Regions from separate parts of the Mus musculus genome. Here region 2 is linked to region 1. A link is a contact called in public promoter capture Hi-C data. All regions are on one chromosome and are shown on one strand. The core of a region is the stretch at or near the end of the contact, and the rest is flanking DNA. Distances in the headings are between cores, read along the strand shown.

What was found. Capture Hi-C pulls out chosen DNA fragments and counts their contacts.
Region 2: a contact with region 1 is called in a promoter capture Hi-C map of adipose tissue. The contact joins two enhancer-like sites. A contact is called at or near these places in 2 of 115 datasets of contacts at active chromatin or transcription factors (CD8 T cells and bone marrow-derived macrophages) and 3 of 9 other capture datasets (adipose tissue, liver and pancreatic islet).

Annotation. Positions count from the first base shown.
Region 1 is chr4:106,661,507-106,667,850 of GRCm38.p6, reverse strand. It overlaps Ttc4 (tetratricopeptide repeat domain 4), which reads left to right. Exons shown (of 10, transcript NM_028209.2): 8 at 274-355; 9 at 2,113-2,195; 10 at 4,620-6,043. The coding sequence ends at 4,716. Among named protein-coding and RNA genes, the nearest start is that of Pars2, 14 kb to the right of the region's middle. Within about 2 kb of position 2,645, at least 15 of the 459 cell types and tissues checked have an H3K27ac peak or open chromatin away from gene starts, as enhancers often do. A contact at or near this core is called in adipose tissue, where this site is marked.
Region 2 is chr4:106,775,162-106,781,505 of GRCm38.p6, reverse strand. The region is part of intron 1 of Acot11 (acyl-CoA thioesterase 11); the gene reads left to right. Among named protein-coding and RNA genes, the nearest start is that of Acot11, 21 kb to the left of the region's middle. Within about 2 kb of position 2,830, at least 153 of the 459 cell types and tissues checked have an H3K27ac peak or open chromatin away from gene starts, as enhancers often do. A contact at or near this core is called in adipose tissue, where this site is marked.

The DNA of each region.
Region 1 (6,344 bases), core at 1,396-3,895:
ACTGTCTGGGTGGTTCATCTTAGGTGGTACATGTGTATAATTTATGTGTGTCTATTTAAAAAAATGTAGATCGTACCATATAGCTTATGATCTCAAAGGGTAGGTATGCTCTGCACAGTGATGAGTCTTTGTGCTGTGGGCTGTGGTGAGAGTAGGTTAAGCCTGGACGTCATGCTTTATAGGTTACTTTCTCTCTGAATTGGTGTCCAGGGACTGATGTGGGGCTATATAGACGGAACATTGACACCCAGAAGCCACATCCTCCTCCCTTAGGTTTATTGACCATCTAATGGCGATGTTTAGTGAAGCACCCTCCTGGGACTCAGAGCACAAGTACCACCCAGAGAATCTGGAGGTAAGAAATGTTTTATTTCATTCCTATATGAGATATTGGGAGGATGTATACACAGATATTGAGTGTTTTTAAACTGTGTGTGTGTGTATGTATGTATGTGTGTGTGTGTGTATGTTAGAAGACAACTTACAGGAGCCAGTTCTGGCCTCCATCATGTGGGTTCTAAACTTAGGGCAGCAGACTTGGCAGCAGGCTCCTTCAGCACTGAGCCATCTCACTGGCCTAACGTTTATTTACTCAGTGGATTTATGGTTTCCTCTTTTATTTAATGAGTTTAATTTATCACTGTGGAGTTTATGTCCAGATTATTGTAGACTTGGTCAGTTGGACTTCATTCCGCTCTGTCTTTATAGGCTAACTCACCTCCCTTCTTTACGTTCTTGTTTCTGGCCCAAGGTACTCCAGCTTTGAGCTGTGCTTTCTCCACCCAGCTTTGATAGCAACCCTTTTTTCCCCCTAGGATCCTTGCTTGTTTCTATGGAGAATGGTATTAGCAGTAGGCATACTATTAGTATTGGGAAGGGGGACTTGTGGCTGGGGAAGGATTATGTGTGCAGCATTGCGTATCTCCAGTTCTACTCTGGCACCATGAGGTTCACTTTATTCATCTCTATATTTGTAATGAAGACGTCAGTGGTATTTTGAGCTGGGTTTTTACTGTGTAGTTAGGGCTGTCAGTCCCTTGACTTTAGCCTGTGTGTGCTAGGGTTACAGCTGTGCACTACCATGCCCAGCTGACCTTTGTGTTCTTGGATCAGCCCCCCTCTGCCACCAGCACTGGCACCTTCCTATGTGGAACACTCAGCCCCATGCTGGCTACTGCCCCAGGATGGCAGCCTTTCTCTTCTTCTGCAGACTCACATCCTACATGGCTCACTCACCCTTCATCCTGTTCTAGCTCTAACCCACACACAGGCTATCCTAGCTGGGCTTAATGACACTGGCCTATAATCCCAGCCACTTAGGAAACTAAAGCAGGAGTCCATCCTGGGCTAACAAGTAGTTCAAGGCTAGCCTGGGCAACTTAGTGAATTTTAAAAATAAAAAAGAGGTGTATAGCTCAGTGGTTGAGCACTTGCCTAGCATGTGTGACCCCCTGTGTCCTATCCTTGGTACTGCAAATAGCAACAAGAAAACAAAAACACGAGGTTATCCTCTGCCATAGCAGGTGGTCATCCTTCTGCTGGAGGCCTGATAATCCCCAGTGTTTTCTCTGCCTTCACTCCTGTTGGGCTCCACCTTGCTACCCTTTATTACTGCCTTCTAAAGAAGCTCTTCTCTTCCTGTGCCGGCTGGCTGGCTCTTGCCGTGAGAGCCTCCCTGTCCTGGTTGAGCTTTGATGTATCCTGTGACATGTCCTTATTCTGCTTGTGCTTTGGTGCCCTGCACACACACCCGTCTCACCTGCTCTGGGTCTTCCTTTGGGTCACTGTGGTGTTCTGCTCCCCGCCTCTGTGGCACTGGGACTAAACTAAAGGCTGCAACAGACCTGGGCTTGAGCTTTGTAGCCCCTTCACTGCCCGAGTGACACGAGGAGATGGTCCCCTTCTCTGAGCCGTGGAGAATGCAGCTGGTCCATGGCTGGGCATGCATGGGCAGCATGGCTGTGGCTGACCCGAGCACCGGAGCCTGCAGCTGTGTGGAGGAGGCAGGCATCCCACTAGTAACAGTTGCCATCCCAACCTCTCAGAGTTGCTGCAGCAGTGTGGGGCCGTCTGAGCCTGTGTTTGTCTCTCATTTTTCTGGTTAATCTGCAGGTCTACTTCGAGGATGAGGACAGGGCGGAACTATACCAGGTGTCTCCCGATAGCACCCTGTTGCAGGTGCTGCAGCACCCCAGGTGAGCTTCTCCATGGGAGGATGAGAAAATTCACAGGCCCCTTCCGGAGTCTAGTCAGCTCTTCTGCTCACTGACACACAGCTCTCACAGGCCAGGGGCACCAAACTGGCCTGGCCCATTAAACCAGGCCATTGGCCAAGGAGGCTGAAGGAGAGTGACAGCTCAGGCCATGGGAAGTGATCAGCCTGGTCTCAGATTGGAAAAGCTGCTTGGCTTGTGTAACTGAAGGCAGCTGGGGTAGCTTCCATTATCTGATTGCACTGGTCTCCTGACACTGTCACATGGAAAGAATATTGCAGACACTCCTAGGTTCCCTAACCGTGTGACCCTGAGCATATTCTCTCTGGGGCTCTGCCTTCACCTATAGAATGGGTACATGCTTCTAGGGTACTTTAGTTAGGATGCAGGCAGACGACAGAGTGCCCTTGTAGACATGGTACAGCCTGCTGGGGAGGAGTCTGTTATCAGCAGGGGTAGCAAGCAGATTCCACAGCCGCCTCTTTAACAGCTTCCGTAGAATGCCCTGAGGGAATTAACAAGTTCACTCTTGGGTCTGTTTTTCTCCAACTTGCAGCAAAGTGAAAAAGTCTAAGGCAAAGGATTTCTGCATTTAGAATAAAAGCCAGTTGTACAGGAGAAGGGGGTCTTCGGGCATGTTCAGCAGGGAGGCTGGAGAGCTGAGTTAGCACGGTTCATGGAGCATGGACTTCATCCAGGGTGGTGAACGGAGCTGCAGAGGGGAGCTCAAGGAAGGAGCACGGAGGAATGTGCAGATTTGCATTATCCGTACTGTTGGGTGGTGAGGCCCATGGGAGAGGCTGGACTGGAGGGAGGGCCTGAACAGTTGACCTGGAAAGGTGTCCAGAAGTCCCGAGTGCCTGCTTTGGCTTGGAGGGTGTGGAGGGACATTTCTCAAGGCCTGAGGCTCACTGTATCCCATTTCCAAGAAGAATCTAACATAACATAAGGCAGACTGACCCTCAGAGGAGCACCAATCCCATATGCTCAGAAACGCAAAGGCTACTGTGAGTGATTATATTCAGGTTTCAGAGCCTGAAGACATGAACCAAACCCAGAAATGGCCCACTGTGTAATGCCAACACACCTAGGCCTGGGAGGCCAGGGCCTCATCCACCTCTCCAGCCTGCCTTACTCCGTGAATTTCACAATCTAGCAATAGCAGACCATCTGGCTACCTGCACTCTGTGCACCAGAAACTTTTCCAAATTAATGCCAAGTTCAGGCCTGGCGTCTTCCAGGAAGTCCTTCCTGTCCCCCTGTAGCTACTAGGGCCATACCTTATTGGACTAAGGGTGTGTGTTTCACATGTCCTTTATAGCCTCCCTCAGGGATAGACTTGGGAGCCAGAACATGGTTATGGGTTTTGGCTTGGTTTTGAGATGAGTTGTTAAACAGGGCTGTGTGTAGCCCTGGCTGGCTTCCAGTTTGCTGTGTAGTTACGGATGATCTGGCGCTCCTTATTCTCCTACCTCTGCCTTTCAAGTGCTGGAATTCCAAGCATGGATTACCACACCCAACTGTAGCGGTGTTTGTTTTGAGACAGGATCTCTCTACACATCCTTGGCTGTTTTAAAATTCCCTATGTAGAACATGTTGGTCTTGTATGCACAGAGACTCCTCACCTCAGCCTTTTGAATGCTAGGATTAAAGGCATGCATCCTTACGCCCAGCTTTTGTTGGTGTTGTTTTAAAGTATGCCTTTTAACGTTTATCTGGGGTAATGTGTATTATGGGCAGTACCCATGCCATGGCATATGTATGGAGGTCCGAAGACAACTTATGGAGGAAGTTGGTTCCCTCTTCCACTCTTTGAGTCTCAGGTACAGCAGCAAGTGCCATTGTCTAATAAGCCATTTTATTAGTCCACATGTATATATTTTAATCTAGTTTCTTAACACAGGGCATCATTTCTAAACTTGGAGTCATAGTCTATACCTCAAGAAGCCAGGCTTGGCTCCCATTCTCGGGAAACCAATTAAAAGAGCATTAATAGGGATTTGGGTAGTTGGTTTGGTTTGGTTTGGTTGTTTTTTAAAGGCGAGAGATTTATTCAGTGTGACCGCAGTGGGAACGGGTGGGCAAACCTGGCTTGTTGGGATACAGACTGTAACCGCAAGTCAGTAAGAGCCTGCTTTACACTAGTCACTCCCAGAATATGGAACGAACTGATAGCTTGTTTTGTGGTCTTCTTTCATGTTTAGCCCTATGTGTGCCTGATGCCAGAGTTTTAAGGGGAGACTGCCGTCATGCTGTCTGCAGACTTAGGAATATTCAGACAAACAAATGTGCTAAGTTGTACTTTAACGTTTGTGTACATCCGAGGTTCACCTGGAGTGTGGCTGGGAAGGTCCAGGGATAATGGCGCTTATAATGCAGTTAAGCACTCTGCTGTGCTCCCTGCAGGTGCTGCGTGAAGGCCCTTACCCCGGCATTCCTGGTCTGTGTAGGATCCTCGCCTTTCTGTAGGAATTACCTCCAGGGGAAGAAGGTGCACAGGTAACATGGGAGCCAGACCCTGGGGTCTCTTCCCTCAACTTCCTCTGCTGGACTTTGTACACGGGAATCATCTGGCCTAGAGTGTAGCACTCTATCCTCAGGGACAGTGGTTCCCAGCCTCTTGTTGGGGAAGAAGCTGCAGGACCCCCTGAACCTAAGCCTGTCTGGCTGAGTGCTGGGCTCCAGCTGGGCCGCACTCTCCTCAGATTCACAGCCCTGCCCTGGCCAGTACATCTTTGGAGTCCATCTCTGAAAAAATCATCCACTGCAGTTACCAGAATAGCTGGCCTTGGTAACTCCCTAGCCCAGAGACTGTCGCAGGATGCAGTGACAGTCTTAACCTTTGTGGCATCGGGCACATACAGAAGGCACAACTCCAAGGCAATAAACCAGCCCTGCACATACTCTAAGGCCTTAAGGCTTGAAAGACTGGCTCAGTTGCTTCACCAGCCTGGAGGAAAGCTAAGATGCTGTGGATGCCATGAAGTGACTGCAGCCATGAAGCCACATCCTGTTCTGTTGACTGTATAAACTTGGATCCTGGGACTACTCAGAGCCCTACTGGATTCTCTACTTCTCAATGCCCATGCAAGGGCTTGTGCCACATCTGACAGAAGCTTGAGGAGTCAATGGGCAGTGGTTTGCAAGTAGGCTTGTGTTGTTTTCCCTTTATTGTGAGGTCTCATTTCTGAAATAGGAGTAGTCCTGGTGTCTGAGCAAAGCCCACAGCAGCTGGCCTAAAGCCATTGTTTGTTACATGAGTGGCAAATGTGTTTGTAGTAAACACTTGAGATTTGGGGGATTGTTCGTCAATATAGGAAAACTGACTAATACATTATTAAACTGAAACCAGCTGGTGGCCTTCAGATGGGCTAATATGAGATCTTGTGTTGTTTGTGTCCTTGTTTCTTGAAGAGAAATTGTTTGAAATATTTAGGGAGACAAGTGCAGCTTTCTTTACCAGAGCAGGTCCCTGTAAATCCACTAAACCCTACCCCCAACACACACACACACACACACACACACACACACACACACACACACGTTTTGGAAATACTGCAGACATTCTCTCCTCAGTCAGAGACTTTCCTCTGACTTCCTTTTTAAGAACTCAAAGTCTATGTGAGGGGCCTAAAAGTGTCTCTGTTCTGTGGGTGTGGTCTTAAGACCCTCATCCTAGCTGCGTGGAAGTCAGTCTTCCACTAGCAACCTTCAAATGAAGATGTAGAACTCTCAGCTCTGCGTGCACCATGCTTGCCTGGATGCTGCCATGTTCCTGCCTTGACGTTAATGGACTGAACCTGTAAGCCAGCCAATTAAATTTTGTCCTTATAGGAGTTGCCTTGGTCATGGTGTCTGTTCACAGCAGTAAAACCCTAACTAAGACAACACACTTCCTCCAACAAGGCCATCACCTCCTAATCCTTCCCAAACAGTTCTATCACCTGCAGACTAAACACTGAAATATCTGAGTCTGTGGTGACCATTCTCATTCAGACTACCTCAGGGAGAGCATGCACCAAGAGCTCCATTGGTAGGCTTGAGCCAGGTCTGCTGCTTAAAGCTCCTGTCAACTGTAAAATGATCATCTTTCCTTGACATTGCTTGTAGCCCGTGCATGTGAGGTCTCAG
Region 2 (6,344 bases), core at 1,581-4,080, 110 kb before region 1:
CAGACATTCAAATATATAAGCTTATGGGGCCATTCTCATTCAGACCACCACTGTGTCTCTGTGTATCCCAGGCTGGCCTCTAATTTGTCATTTCCCTGCTAGAGCAGCCTCAAAAGTGCTGGAATCACAGGCCTACTCCACCATGTCCAGCTCCTCCCTGTGATTTTGGGTTTAGCTATCCCAGTGGGCTCACTAGCCTTAGGCGTTTGGCAGATATAGAAACTGAGATGAGAGTGGCCCGTTCAGGTCTCATGGGGTTGATGTGCCGGGAAAGGCATTTATATTCAGCTCCAGGAGGCCAAGTGGCAGGGCTGGAGACAGCACCTGAGGCTGGGATCGGAGGGGCAGAAAGAGAGTGCTTGTCCCTATCCTAGCCTTCCTTTCCTTCTTCTCCATATTGAGTTCAGGTCTTTCTCCCCCTCTCCACCCCAAGAAGCCCAGTAAGAGCTCAGAAGTAAGGCAAACCCAATGCCTGCACATGTAGCAGTCCGATCAGCTCCTGTCAGCCTCTCGTGGGGGACCCAGGGCCCGAGGCTTTGTTCTTTCATCTGTCACTGACTGTGTGACTTGGAGGTCATTTTCTTCACTTCTCTGAGTTTCTGCCCTTCTTACATCTAGGGCTTGCAGAAATGCTGGGGAGAGCTACCCATGGTCTTCGCTGTTGGGCTTGGGATGACTGAAGAGCCACCATGCAGAAGCCGTGTGCCTTTTCTCCTCCGTGCTTTGTTTGTCAGTAGAGGTGGATGCTGTGCAGGGAAGATAATGACAATATGGGAACACCTAACTCGGGCCCTGACACTTAAGCTGGCATGGAGGAAGTGCTTGACCAAAAAGCACTGGTTAACTTCTCTACCCTTCCCAGACTTGAAACATGTAGTGCTAGCAAGAAGTCTAGATGCTTGCTTGGCTCCTGGGTACAGATAACATTGAAGCCTGGTGGTCTAGACCGTAGGAAGCCTGGAGGAACTGTCCTCTGGGCTCCTTCCTTCGAATCCCTCTTTTGGGATTGGAAACCACAATACTCACTTTTGCCTGGTCTGATGGGAGGACCTTACCTCCTGGTTTCTTAACTTGATTTGTTTGCATTCTTGCTCTCAATCTGTGTTCTGTGGGGTGTGTATGTGCGTTCTTCTCTCTCTCTTTCTGTGTGTGTGTGTGTGTGTGTGTGTGTGTGTGTGTAGCTGGGATCTCTGAGAGGCTGGGGCCATGGCCTCCTTTGTATCCAGTTTAGGCAACATCATTACATGGCTCAGTGCGGCCGGTTTCAGACAATGAGGCCTTTCATGGGGCCTGCCTGTGGCTCCCAGGGTGGGCCAGAGGGCTCTCTTCCCACCTCCTTGTGGGATGCCATTATAGCTCTCCATGGGGCCTTGGCAGAGACAGGATGGGGGAGGGGAGGGCAGGGAAGAACTCTTGACTGTAGACTGTGTCAGGGATTGAAGCTCTGCCTTGTGGTTCAGGGGACCACAGATCGCTGGTGTTTTAGATTCTCCCAGCCTCCCTCCTGGAGGAGATGATAACAATCTCCTAACCCCTGCCCTGGGTTGCCCTGTGGCCCTGCTATCTTCGTGGTAGAAAGGACAGCATCTGACTTAGTTTCATAGTGCTAAAAGTAAGTGCTCAACAAATGTCCTCCATGGATGGAGGATGCCAGGGGTGTTTCATGCTTGATCTCCTTAGTGCCATCCCTTTGATAACCCTTGGAGGCAGGTATTATAATCTTTGTTGTTGTTGTTTTGAGACAGGGTCTCTCTATGTAGACTTGGATGCCCTGGAACTTGCTATGTAAACCAGGTTGGCCTTGAACTCATAGAGATTTGTCTGCTTCTGCCTCCCAGTGATAGGATCAGAGGTGTGTGTCACCAGGCCTGGCTTAGGATCGATCCTCTTTCTATGGGCAAGGAAACTGAGTTTGAACAGCTTGCCTGAGATTGTACAGGTTCAAAATATAACTGCACTCGAGCCTAAGCCAAGGGGCCCCAGCACTTGTTTCATGATGAGTTACTTCAAGGGTTCCTAAGCCAGTGACTCCCTTCAGGATAGTCCCTTGCCATAGGACTGCTTCTGCAGAGTGGTCCCATAAACTCTGGGTTTCCTGTCCCCACTAACCACTGTAGGGCGTTCCTTTCTGCAGGGCTTTTCAGGACTAAAAGGAACCCCCTTGGCTTGGCCTTCAGGCACCCAACAGCATCTGTCTCCTGTCTTCCCTCTGCATCCGATAGTCTTGAGTGAGGAATGTGCCTGGTGGGGACTGCTCTTTAGGAAGGGCAGAGTGCCACAAGAAGACCTGTGGCAGGGACGTTGTGAAGATCTGATTAGGTCTCCCTGGAAGGCAAGGCACAGCAAGTGGCTGTGGTTGTGGGCTTTAAGTGGAGTCTGAGAATGGCCAGTAGAGCGTGGGGGCCTGAGGTCAGGCTGTGGAAACATGTACAGTTAGACATACAGGGCCCAGAGTGGGCAGATGGTGGGCAGGACTGGAGGAGTTGAGATCACCAAGACTTGGCTACTTGGACCATGGAGGAAATAGAGGGGAAGCCGTTAGGTTGCTTAGCAGCAACCCTGGCTCCTGAAGGTTTCTATTGGCTCCTCATCTGGGTATCACTGGGCAGCCTTAGTGTCTCAAATCTCACTGTAGAGGGTTTGGGCAATGAGGTCTCTTCTGCTCTGACCCAGTGGGGCGACACAGGCCAGGAGGATGGAAACCAACCAAGTCCATGGCATGGTCAGCTGGGGTCAGGACTAAAATCTGGCCAGGTTTGGGTGACCTGGGGCCAGTGTCTGGCATAGCTGTAGTCAGGGAAGGCCTGGCTCTGACCTCTACATGCCCGCCCTCCCTCCCTGTCAGCTGTCTTGGCCCTGCTTGCCTGGCTCTGACTTCATCCCAGGCTTCTGCAGTCTTGGGAGGAGTGGCCATGCTCTAATGTCCCCATTGGCTAAAGCTTTCCTGGCTGTACACATTCCTGCCTCCTGCTGGCTGGCTGCCCATCTTGGCTCTGGGAGTGAGCAGATTACCACAGAGCTCAAGGAGAGAGTAAAGTCTGAGACATTTATGCAATAGTAATTGGAGGGCCCGATCCTGTGGCCTGGGCATTAGCCTGGGGTTCTGCACACTTCTTTTTGCAGAGTAGGGGGACATAGGAATAAGTTCCTCTGCTTGCCTCAGGCAGGCACTCAGCCCTGCTCACCGAAGCGTGGCATTTCTGTTTCACAGGGTGATGACCCCCATGGCTTTTCACTGGAAACTAGGCAGGTCAGAACTCAGGCTAGAACCCAGAATCTTAGATCTAGGGCTTGGCTCAGGGAAGGAAGGGCCTTTCTTTGAAATCGCAGTGTCTGGGGGACAGGATGGGATTTGTACTTAAGTCTGGTCCTGTTTGTCTCTTGGCTGAGGTCTTACTGTATATAGGCTCAATGCATCTTGTGTCCTTGGCATTTGACTTAGGGCCCAGTATGCAGAAGAGGTGCTTGTCAAATGAATGATTGATTGATTGATTGATTGAATGAATGAACGAAAAGAGCCACAATGTCATTAGTCCTGTCTTTAGACATTATGGAGTCCGAAGGGATGGCCACACTCCAGCACTGTGTGTGTGTGTGTGTGTGTGTGTGTGTGTGTGTGTGTGTGTGTGTGTGTGTGTGTCTCAGGATTGAAGCAGAGGAGCAGGGGAGTCTGGATCCCAAGTGCTGACTACTGGCCCGGGCTTAGCTGTTCTCAGTTTCTTCATCTGTGAGATGGGCCATGATCCCTGATCTCTGCATTCCTGGTAAGCATCCTGTGTGACCAAGGATGTGGTAATTCAGGATACCGTGTGGGCATATGGGTCTTTGCTGTGTTCCCCACAGGGGCTTCTTTTGTTTTCCCATCTATCCTCTGCCTCCAGCCTCCTGCATTTCCTCAGCTCTCTCAGGGCTTCTGTCTAGAATAGCTGTTCTCACCCGTGGGTCATGACCCCTTTGGGGTTCCACCAACCCTCTCACAGGGGTCAAATATCAGATGTCCTGCATATCAGATATTTACATGACATTTCATAACAGTAGCAAAATTACAGTTATGAAGTAGCATTGAAATAATTTTGTGGTTGGGGGGTCACTATAATATGAGGAACTGTATTAAAGGGTTGCAGCATTAGGAAGGTTGAGATCACTGGTCTAGAATGTTCTACGAGCTTCTCACCCTGTGAATAATGTGGGAAAACAGAATCTACCTTCCCTCTTCTCTGAGCAACCACACCCAGAAATCCAGCCACCTGCATCAACATCCATGCAGGCTCCGGGTGCACAGCCAGGCTGGGGCTGCCTTTGGCAGTGGTTTCCATGGCAACAGGACCTGCTGCTTCAAGTGTAGCAGCCTTTAGGCTGCCTTTGAGAGCCTAAAAGATGGATAGCTGTCTGGTGTGGACTCCCACCCAGGCCAAGAGTTCCTAGGTGCTCTCCTCCTCTCCTACACGGTCCAGCAACTGTGCATGCTGCCCAGGGACTCTTCCTGTCTGTTCTTCCTTCCTTCCTTTCTTTTTTTTGTATGCTTTTTCTTTTCTCCTTTCCTTCCTTCTTCCTTTCTTTCTTTCTTTCTTTCTTTCTTTCTTTCTTTCTTTCTTTCTTTCTTTCCTTTCTTCTTCCTCCCCTTCCTCCTCCTCCTCTTCCTCTTTCTTGAGACAGGGTTCTCTGTGTAACCCTGTCCATCCTAAAACTGTAGATCAGACTGGTCTCAAACTCACAGATCTGCCTGCCTCTGCCTCCCAAGTACTCAGGGATTCTTGGAAGAGGCTGCATCTCTGGGAGGCACAGCAGTTCTGGGTTAGAGAGGCCCAGCTTGTCTCTATCATCCTAGTAGTCATGGGCTTTGAATGAGTTACCCTGGATCTTTTGAAGTCAACAGGTTAGCTGCAGGACCCTTATAAGAGACTGTGGCCCACCAGCCAGCTGTGCCCTCATCCCACTGTGAGCTGAACTAGGCTCATACCTGTCCCTGTCTTGTGAACACTTTGTGCTGCTGCTCCAAGGACCCGGGCTTTAGCCTCCTCTTGCCCTAGGAGACCCTGGGGGCCATGTGTATAGCTCCCAGGAACAAGTTCCTGACCAGATCCCTGGGACTGCAGTTGGGCTTTGCCTTTGACTCCAGCCTCAGTTTCCTTGTCTGTGACATGATGGTAATGAGCACCTGCCCCACAAGTCTGTTGTTGGAATAGAACTAGATTTATACATGTGAAGCACTTCAGAGAGTATGCAGCACTTAGGAGCTATGATAACACGCTGTGACTAACCACAGCTGACAGCCACCATTGGCCAGGAGAACTGGAACCCCACCCCCATTCTTTTTTTTTTTTTAAAGATTTATTTATTTATTTATTTTATGTATAAATACATGTATATGTATATGTATTTTATGTATAAATACATGTATAAATACATTCCCAATGGTTGTTGGGAATTGAAGTTTTAGGACCTCTGCTCGCTCCGGTCAATCAATTCCACTCGCTTCGACCCAAAGATTTATTATTATTATATATAAGTACACTGTAGCTGTCTTCAGATGCGCCACAAGAGGGCATCAGATCTCATTACAGGTGGTTGTGAGCCACCATGTGGTTGCTGGAATTTGAACTCAGGACCTTTGGAAGAGCAGTCAGTGCTCTTACCCGCTGAGCCACCTTGCCAGTCCCCCAACCCCTATTCTTTTTCACAAGTGCAGGTGTGCCAAGCACTGGAGCACACTTCTGACTAGGGAGAAAGACAGAGATAGGACAACAGGTCTCTCTCTCATCAGAGGGGCTGCCAGGCATGTCCTTGCTTCTGCCTGGAGAGTAAGAAAGGGTTTGCCAAGCGTGAAGCCCCTATATCTCATATGTGGGATCCAGAACTTTCTCTGTTGTTTCTTCCGCTGGGTCAGGTGACTGACTACCCAGAGCTCCATGGTCTGTAGACTTGAGCAGTGAAGACGCAGTACTGACTGAGGCACTCCTTCTGAGGCCACCTCAGGAAAGACAGAGCCTGAGAGAGGGGCCTGTGGGCTGTGGGGATGAAGTTGGAGTCACTGCTTGAGACACGGTATTGGGAGCTCTGTATTCCTGGGCTTCGCTGGCCCAGACCTCCCTGCATAGGAGGTGGAGGACTCTTGCTTATATCTTCTCCTTCCTTTCCTTGTCTGCCAACCCCAGGTCTCACTTTTGGTTTTGTTCTAATTGTTAACTGTTTATTGAAAGAGACTACTTCTTAGCCCACATATTATTTTTTATTTTTATTTTTTTTGAGACAGGGTTTCTCTGTATAGCCCTGGCTGTCCTGGAACTCACTCTGTAGACCAGGCTGGCCTCAAACTCAGAAATCCTCCTGCCTCTGCCTCCCAA